Linked DNA regions of Mus musculus: region 1 is linked to region 2. A link is a contact called in public Hi-C data. All regions are on one chromosome and are shown on one strand. The core of a region is the stretch at or near the end of the contact, and the rest is flanking DNA. Distances in the headings are between cores, read along the strand shown. Region 1 holds the start of Rps12 (ribosomal protein S12). Region 2 holds the start of Fbxo5 (F-box protein 5).

Region 1 (3,421 bases), core at 154-2,653, about 18 Mb before region 2:
TGGTAGCCTGGAACTCACAGCTATCCACCTGCCTCTGCTTCTCAGGTGCTGGGATGAAAGTCTTGCAACTTATGTATGGTTTGACACATTAACTTTTAATAGCCTTATACTAAGGAAACTACTTAAACTCTACTTAACCACATTCTTTTCCGACTGTGTAATGTTTCAAAATCACTTCCAAAACAGCCAAAAGGCACGTGTGCCTTCCTGCTCTCTCTTCCTGTCTGAATATTCTTCCTGCACTTACCTGGCTGGAACTCTAGTTAAAACCTCTTTTAAATGCTGCCATAAACTCCAAATCCCCTGCGTTCCCACATCATCTCCACTCCCCAGCACCGTGGCATTCTGGTATGTTACTCTTTGGCTAAAATACTAGCTTTATCTTTTAAAATGCAGACTTTTAAGTGTCCGCCGTCTCTCATCTTTAAAACAGCACCATAGACACTGGCAGAAATACGCCCACAGAAACTAACCACCTATTAAATACTTTTTTGAATTGCAGGGGTAAGGAAGCAAGCATGAGGCTTTAGGGGTGAAACCCAAACGTTTATTGGAAAAGCTAAAACTTCCATCAACTTTCTTATATCCTCATGAAATTCATGAGCCCGACAATGATCACTGTATCCACCAGGTTGGCCATCAGAAGCTCTGGTTGGCTTCGGGGATATCTTCTGAGAGAGATGTCTTGTGTATTTGCTTTGGAAGTAGAAGAGCGAGTGATTCCTTCGAAATTAAAATGCATTTGTCGGCGTAGGCGGGAACTGGCTTTAAGATTCTGGAGTTCCACTCCTGGTAGCCGAATCCTCGGTGGAATTTAGTGACAGATCCACAGTGAGAGTTTAACATGTACCTCAGGGATCCAGTGTCTGCGAAGCTGCGACTCGGGAAAAAAACTAGGGTCATTACCTAAATGTTCATTCAGAACCGGTTGCATTCAGACCGGGATCTGACCTGGCCGCAAGGTCTGCTTAAACACGTTGCAAAGCAGTGGGGTTTGTGATCATACACAAATCACAGCCACTCAGAGAGGCTAAAAACCAAAGGACCAAAATGTGGACACACTCAGCCTAATCGGCCAGTATTGGCAACAGGAAACTTCACGATAAGACGTGGAAAAACTGCTTAAAACAAAGTAATTCAGCAGCGAAGAAAACGGCAGTAGTTTGGCTCCTCTCGTGTTCCGTAGGAGCGGATCGTGGGACCTCTGTGGTCCACGCCCCCTGGGCAAAGGCTGCCCGCTGCGATGCCTGCTAGAAATCCAGCCGCGTTCTTACCACGGACGCTCCTAAAGGCGGAAGTGGAAACTCCTAAGGCACGGCACCACCGGAGCCACCTCTTTAGTGGGAGGAGTTGCACATGCGCACAGAAGTCGAGCGGAGCGCTTAAATACCGTCATGCGGCCACCGCCGGCCTTTTCCCCTGCCGCCGCCGACTTGCGCGGAGGCGGAAGCTCGGGGTGAGTGTGATCCCAGCTCGTGCGCCGGCGATAGCGTGTCTACTGCGCCTTGGCTTCAAAAGTGAAGTACTTGGGTCTTAACGGGCGATTTACTGATGTTTTGTCTTTCAGTGCGTTCAAGATTCGGCGTCACCCGTGATTCACCGCCATGGCCGAGGAAGGGTGAGCGAGTGGGGCGTGGGCCTCCCGCGGGCGGCGCTGGTCTGGGCTTTTCTCCATGCTAGTTCCCCATCCCTAGCCTGCCGAGGGTCCTAACGTCTCTGTCTGCATTCCAGCATAGCTGCTGGAGGTGTAATGGACGTCAACACTGCTCTACAAGAGGTGCTGAAGACCGCCCTCATCCACGATGGCCTAGCACGTGGCATACGCGAAGCTGCCAAAGCCTTAGACAAGTACGTGTCTCAGTCTCAATACTGTGGGGTGTTGCAGCCGGAACAAAGACTGCAGCAGCCAAGGGAAGAGAGCGTGAAGTTCATGCTGTTAGCACAAAAGTTCTGAATGTCATCCGGCCAGCAGGAAACCTAGGAAAAGGTATCAACTCTAGCCCACTTAGGATGTGTGGGTTGCTGTGTGGATCGGGGATGACGAGCAGTAGTTTTGTAAAGCTACAGTGTTTGCATGATGACTTGAATTGTCGGATACCCCTTCACCCCGTTCATGGGTGAGAAACAGCTAGTCTGACAAACCTGTAGCTCGTGGGGATAGATAGTCCGGTAGTTTTGCTAGAAGATGGAAAAGGGGGGGGCATCATTATTTAGTTTGCAAATACTTAAACGACAATATTGTGGTGTCGGGGAAATCTAGCTATATCCGGGAGACTTGAGAACATGCATGGTTTATTAGGCTTATGCACGTGTATTCTACTGTTTGAGGTAAAGTCAGGTGATTTTGGATGCTGTTGTGAATATTTACAGTGCTTCCTGCACAGGACTGCTTTGGATCAGCTTTCAAGTTGGAAATACCCTGAAAGTGGTCATAGTTTCCTTTGGCCATAAATAGGTTTCCTATTATAATGTGTGGTATTGGTATCTAAGTTTGTACAGGGAAAGTGAATGGCTAGTCTGCAGTTTGGTACAGTAAATCCTGTGTGGTCAGGTTTACTAGCACAGTGAAGACCCTTGAAGGTTTCACCTTTGAGTTTTGCATTTTAGGCGCCAAGCCCATCTGTGTGTGCTCGCATCCAACTGTGATGAGCCCATGTATGTCAAGCTGGTGGAGGCACTTTGTGCTGAGCACCAAATCAACCTGATAAAGGTAAGCCTTAGTGATAATGGTGTTGAGCCACAGGCACCAGCACTAACTTGCATGGTAGTTTTGATGATTTTCACGTGGGCTGTACATGATGAAAACAGTCTCCCTCTTCTGAATCTCGCTGAGGAAACTGCACGTCACCCTCCTGAAACAGCCACCCTGGGAATGTTGAGGGTCAGCTTTTACTAGTTTCAATCCTTGTTAGTAATTGCTTTTGTCTTTGATAGGTTGATGACAACAAGAAACTAGGGGAATGGGTAGGCCTCTGTAAAATCGATCGAGAGGGCAAACCACGGAAGGTGGTTGGTTGCAGTTGCGTAGTGGTTAAGGTAAGTCTTGCTTTTCTCTTTAAAATGTTGATGGCCCTTTAGTGGAAACAAGTTTTAAAGACAAGATTTAAACCTTCTGTAAAGATAAGCCATCATTTGAAAGCCAGCCAATTAATCTGCTTATCTCAATGTTTCTGCAGAAATTTAGAAAGGGCTGGCAATATTAATGCCATGGTACGAGCCTTAGGGGCAGCTGAAGCCTTTAAGGTCCCTGAAAGTGGCTACAGTATTATTGGGAAGACTGAATCAAATAGCTGATCGGAATTTAATACTGAAAGTAATTCGCATTTAATTTTTTTAAGGACTATGGCAAAGAATCTCAGGCCAAGGATGTCATCGAGGAATACTTCAAGTGCAAGAAATAAATAAATTTTGGCTGATTTTT
Region 2 (3,647 bases), core at 921-3,420:
GTATAAAGTGAAAATATTGCTAAGATATTTAAGAATGGCAAGCTAATAGTAAGCTTTTTCTTGTCATTCCTCAGCACTGTGACAGGTTCCCACTGCCTCTAAAAGCCAAATCCATTATTGTACACACCAATGGTCTGCATCTAGTGTTATTTCACATTAGGAAGTATATTTCGCATGCACAAAGATCTCCCTGGTACAGCATTTAAAATTATTTGAGACAATTTTTTTTGTTTTGTTTTGTTTTGTTTTTTGAGACAGGGTTTCTCTGTGTAACTCTCTCTGCTGGGGAACTAGGTTTTCTGGCTCCTGTGTGTGTGTGTGTGTGTGTGTGTGTGTGTGCCACCATGCCCGACCACGTAGCATTTTAATATCCATTCAGCAAGACTCCAACTAAAGTTCTTACAATCTACAAATACCACATGATCTAGCTTCTGACTTTTCCGGATGCAAACACACACACACACACACACACACACACACACACACACACACACACACCCCTGTCCCCCTTGCTTGAGCTCTAGGCACTTTTTTTAATGTAGTTCTTTGTGAGGTCAATACAGTTCAAAGTGTCAAACTTAACTGACCATTCAAGATTCTCAACCTATGTCTCTATTAACAGTTCTTTTAACACGTAGTTTAGTATCTTTCATTTACTGAAAATTTTGATTGCCAAATTCCTTCTCATTAGGATATAAACTTCCTTAAAGACAGGGCTCGTGTCTTTTCAGCCTTTTTACTTAGAGGCAAAGTTCTCAGGTACAAAACAGAAATAGCGGTCAAGATTTTGGTAAGCAACACCACCTACATCACTATTTTTTTTGCAACACTCCAAACGTGAAAATGCCAGAAAACTAGGGATAAACAAAAAGAATTTGATAAAAACTGGATCCACCCAACGTTTGTATGACTCAGTCCAATCTTGGTCCCGCTTTACACAGGAGCTGCATGGAACACTAACAGAAAGTCATATGCTCTTGCAGAAAAGCAAGAGGGAAATGGCATATCCTGTAGCTTTACTGCTCTGTAGTCTGAAAAGAAGTTAAGTGTATTGTCACCACTTAGAAATAAATTCAAGACGTGCATGCCCAGCATCATTAGTGGTGCACTATAGCTCACCATCAGACTTAATAATACTTTCACTCTCGCCTTTGATATAAAAATATCCACGCAGCCAGGGCGCTCCACCCCAAAGAGACGGGAGTCTGACTTATTTAGGGGAACAGGTCGGCTGTCGAGCCTAGCCAACGAAGGTTAAGAACACATAAAATAAAATACAAATTAACACTTTTAAGAATTCGTGGTGGTTGAAAACCCAAAAGAATGCAATGGCCAAAGCAGGGCTATACAGAGAAACCCTGTCTCGAACCGGCCCCCCCGCCCCCAACCCAAAAAAAAGAAAAAAAGAATGCAATGGCCAGATCTAAGTTAGGCCGCGCCCTCAGCCTTCGGAAGGCGCCAAGCAAAGGGACGCCGGGGTCCTGCTGCGCGCCATCCCCAGGGCAAGGGCGGTTCTCCGGTCACATGTCCCCCCCAGCTAGTCCGCCCCGCCCGGAGGGAACCGCCAGGCTCCTCGCGCGCAAGCGCCAACCCGCCAACTCCGTAGTGGCGGCCGCGCAATACGCAAGCGCAGGAGCTCCAGGCAGGGGGTGGAGCCAATTTAGGAGGGAGAGTAGAGCGCGCCTAAATCCTAGAGAGGCGGGTCCGGAGCCAGGGGAAGGGCTTGTTTTCCGGAAGGTGTGCACTCAGAGTGGCGGGTTTGCAGCTCTGCAAACTCGCTCGTAACAGACGATGGAGGAAGACTGGGGGCCCGCCTGTGTCCATCACAGACTTTCAGGCAGAAGTCGGAGCTGTCCCCAGGACATGAGGACTCTGGAGAAGCCGGTTCGCGGGATAACGGAGGGGGGGTGCGGGGAGAGGGCAGCATGGCGGGTTTGCGCAGAGGACCAGCCGCCTTCACAGGCCACGCCTACATGGGCGTGCTTGCCAGCTCCATCAGCAACTTTGGGGAGGCGAGGATCTGGGCGTGTGGGAGGAGCCCAGGCTCCAGGGCTGGCTCCGCCCCCGCGCCCTCCTATTGGGCGAGCGAGGGCGTCCTCTCATGCCGCCTGCCTATTGGCACGCTTGTGCAAACGCCGCGCCCCATTGGTCTGTTCTGATTTGGGCACCAAATTCAAAGATTTTAAAAGTACCAGCTGGCGCCTTTTAAGAGCTGCGGCTCGGCGCCTCGTCTGGCCGGCCACCTTTTTCCTGTCGTCGCCGCCACCTCCCCAGCATTGGAGCCCGAGTTTTGCGGCATGAGCCGGCGCACCTGCAGTGACCTGCGCCGGCCGTCCTCCTGTCCCTGCCGTCTTGGCGCGCGGACTACCGTGGACGGTGAGTGTGAGGCGGGCATCGTGGGAATCCTTTCTCTGTGGCGGCAGCCTCAGAAACTGGGTGCTTGCAGATCACGGTGTTCCGGGCCTCAGGCGACCTATTTGGGCCCGGGACTGGGAGGAAGGCGCGGAGCAAGGGTGGCTGGTGCAGAGTGGGACAGATGTGGTCGGCCTTGTACGGGGTCCTACTATTCCATCCCACCCCGAGACCCTGCACTGGGGACGTGCAAGGTAGTGGCTTCTGCGCGCCGCATTCCACCCCACCCCCTGCCTGGGCGCCAAATGCCCCCTCCTCTCCCCTCCTCAACTCATGCTCGAGCTGTGACAGGACTGTGGGACTCCAAGCTGGCCAGATGGCCCCATCTCTAGCCTCTACGCCCCCCATTTCACAACTCATCTATCTCACATCCATACTCAGTCTCCGTAACTTTTTGCCCTCAGAGCCCTGGCTGGAGAGCGCGGGAGATTGAGCTCCGCGCTTATCTCCCGCCTTCCCTCGTGCACCGCGCCCTCGGGGCACCTCCCACCACCGACCCCCTCAGCATTTCTAGGGGCTCCTTCTCAGCTCCCGCCAAATGTAAAGGACCCCCCAGCCCCCGCCTGCCCACTGTACCAAATGGAAAAAGTTTTTTTTTTCCTCCCCTGTTTTGCTGCTTCTCAGTAAGTCTCAAGGCCTGGAGTCAGCAGGGCCTTTTAAAAAGCGCCCTTTTTCCTCCAAAACGGTGAGTTTGCCTGTAGTGTTTAGCTGATGAAAGAATCGAGGAGGGATTGTTTAATTTTCGGGTGTTTTGAAGAATTAATGGTCACTTTTTCCAACGTTTAGGTGAGCAGAGAGAATCAATTGTTTATTTTCTTATTAATTTTTTATCTTTCTTGGCATCTCAATGAAAGATGCATCGGTTCTATCGTAGAAAATTTCCAACTGAAGGAAGAGGTAATTCATTCTCTCTCTCTCTCTCTCTATATATATATATATATCCTCAATAATCTTTCTTCATCAGAAAAGGAATTAAGTCTTGAAGAGAAGAAAGTACTAGCTTAGCAGAATGTGTCTGTAAAAGAGTACCCGAGTCTCCGTTAGAAAATAAGAAATTTAATGGTTTACGAAGGGATTCTTTTGCTCAGCTTTCCTCCTCAGGAAATGCTTGCTGCCCCCAACTCCCCTCCCCCACTGGGTTTACAGCCTTGAAGAAACCTTAAAAAATAATTAGAACATTTAAATATTTTTCAAAGTAGACTTAAAGGTTTTCTCTTGGCTTATACTTTCAATCA

The links. A called contact is a pair of places that touch in the nucleus more often than the background predicts.
Region 1: a contact with region 2 is called in a Hi-C map of CD4 T cells, with 6 times the contacts expected there. The contact joins the promoter of Rps12 here to the promoter of Fbxo5 in region 2.

What each region holds. Positions count from the first base shown.
Region 1 is chr10:23,785,191-23,788,611 of GRCm38.p6, reverse strand. It overlaps Rps12 (ribosomal protein S12), which reads left to right and starts at 1,403. Exons shown (of 6, transcript NM_011295.6): 1 at 1,403-1,456; 2 at 1,568-1,618; 3 at 1,732-1,848; 4 at 2,608-2,710; 5 at 2,935-3,036; 6 at 3,339-3,421. The coding sequence starts at 1,605. The coding sequence ends at 3,401. LOC115487513 (a small nucleolar RNA gene) reads left to right here and starts at 2,069; the gene lies at 2,069-2,142. It overlaps Snora33 (small nucleolar RNA, H/ACA box 33), which reads left to right and starts at 3,161; the gene lies at 3,161-3,265. It overlaps Snord100 (small nucleolar RNA, C/D box 100), which reads left to right and starts at 2,791; the gene lies at 2,791-2,858.
Region 2 is chr10:5,803,988-5,807,634 of GRCm38.p6, reverse strand. Fbxo5 (F-box protein 5) reads left to right here and starts at 2,170. Exons shown (of 5, transcript NM_025995.2): 1 at 2,170-2,376. The coding sequence starts at 2,298.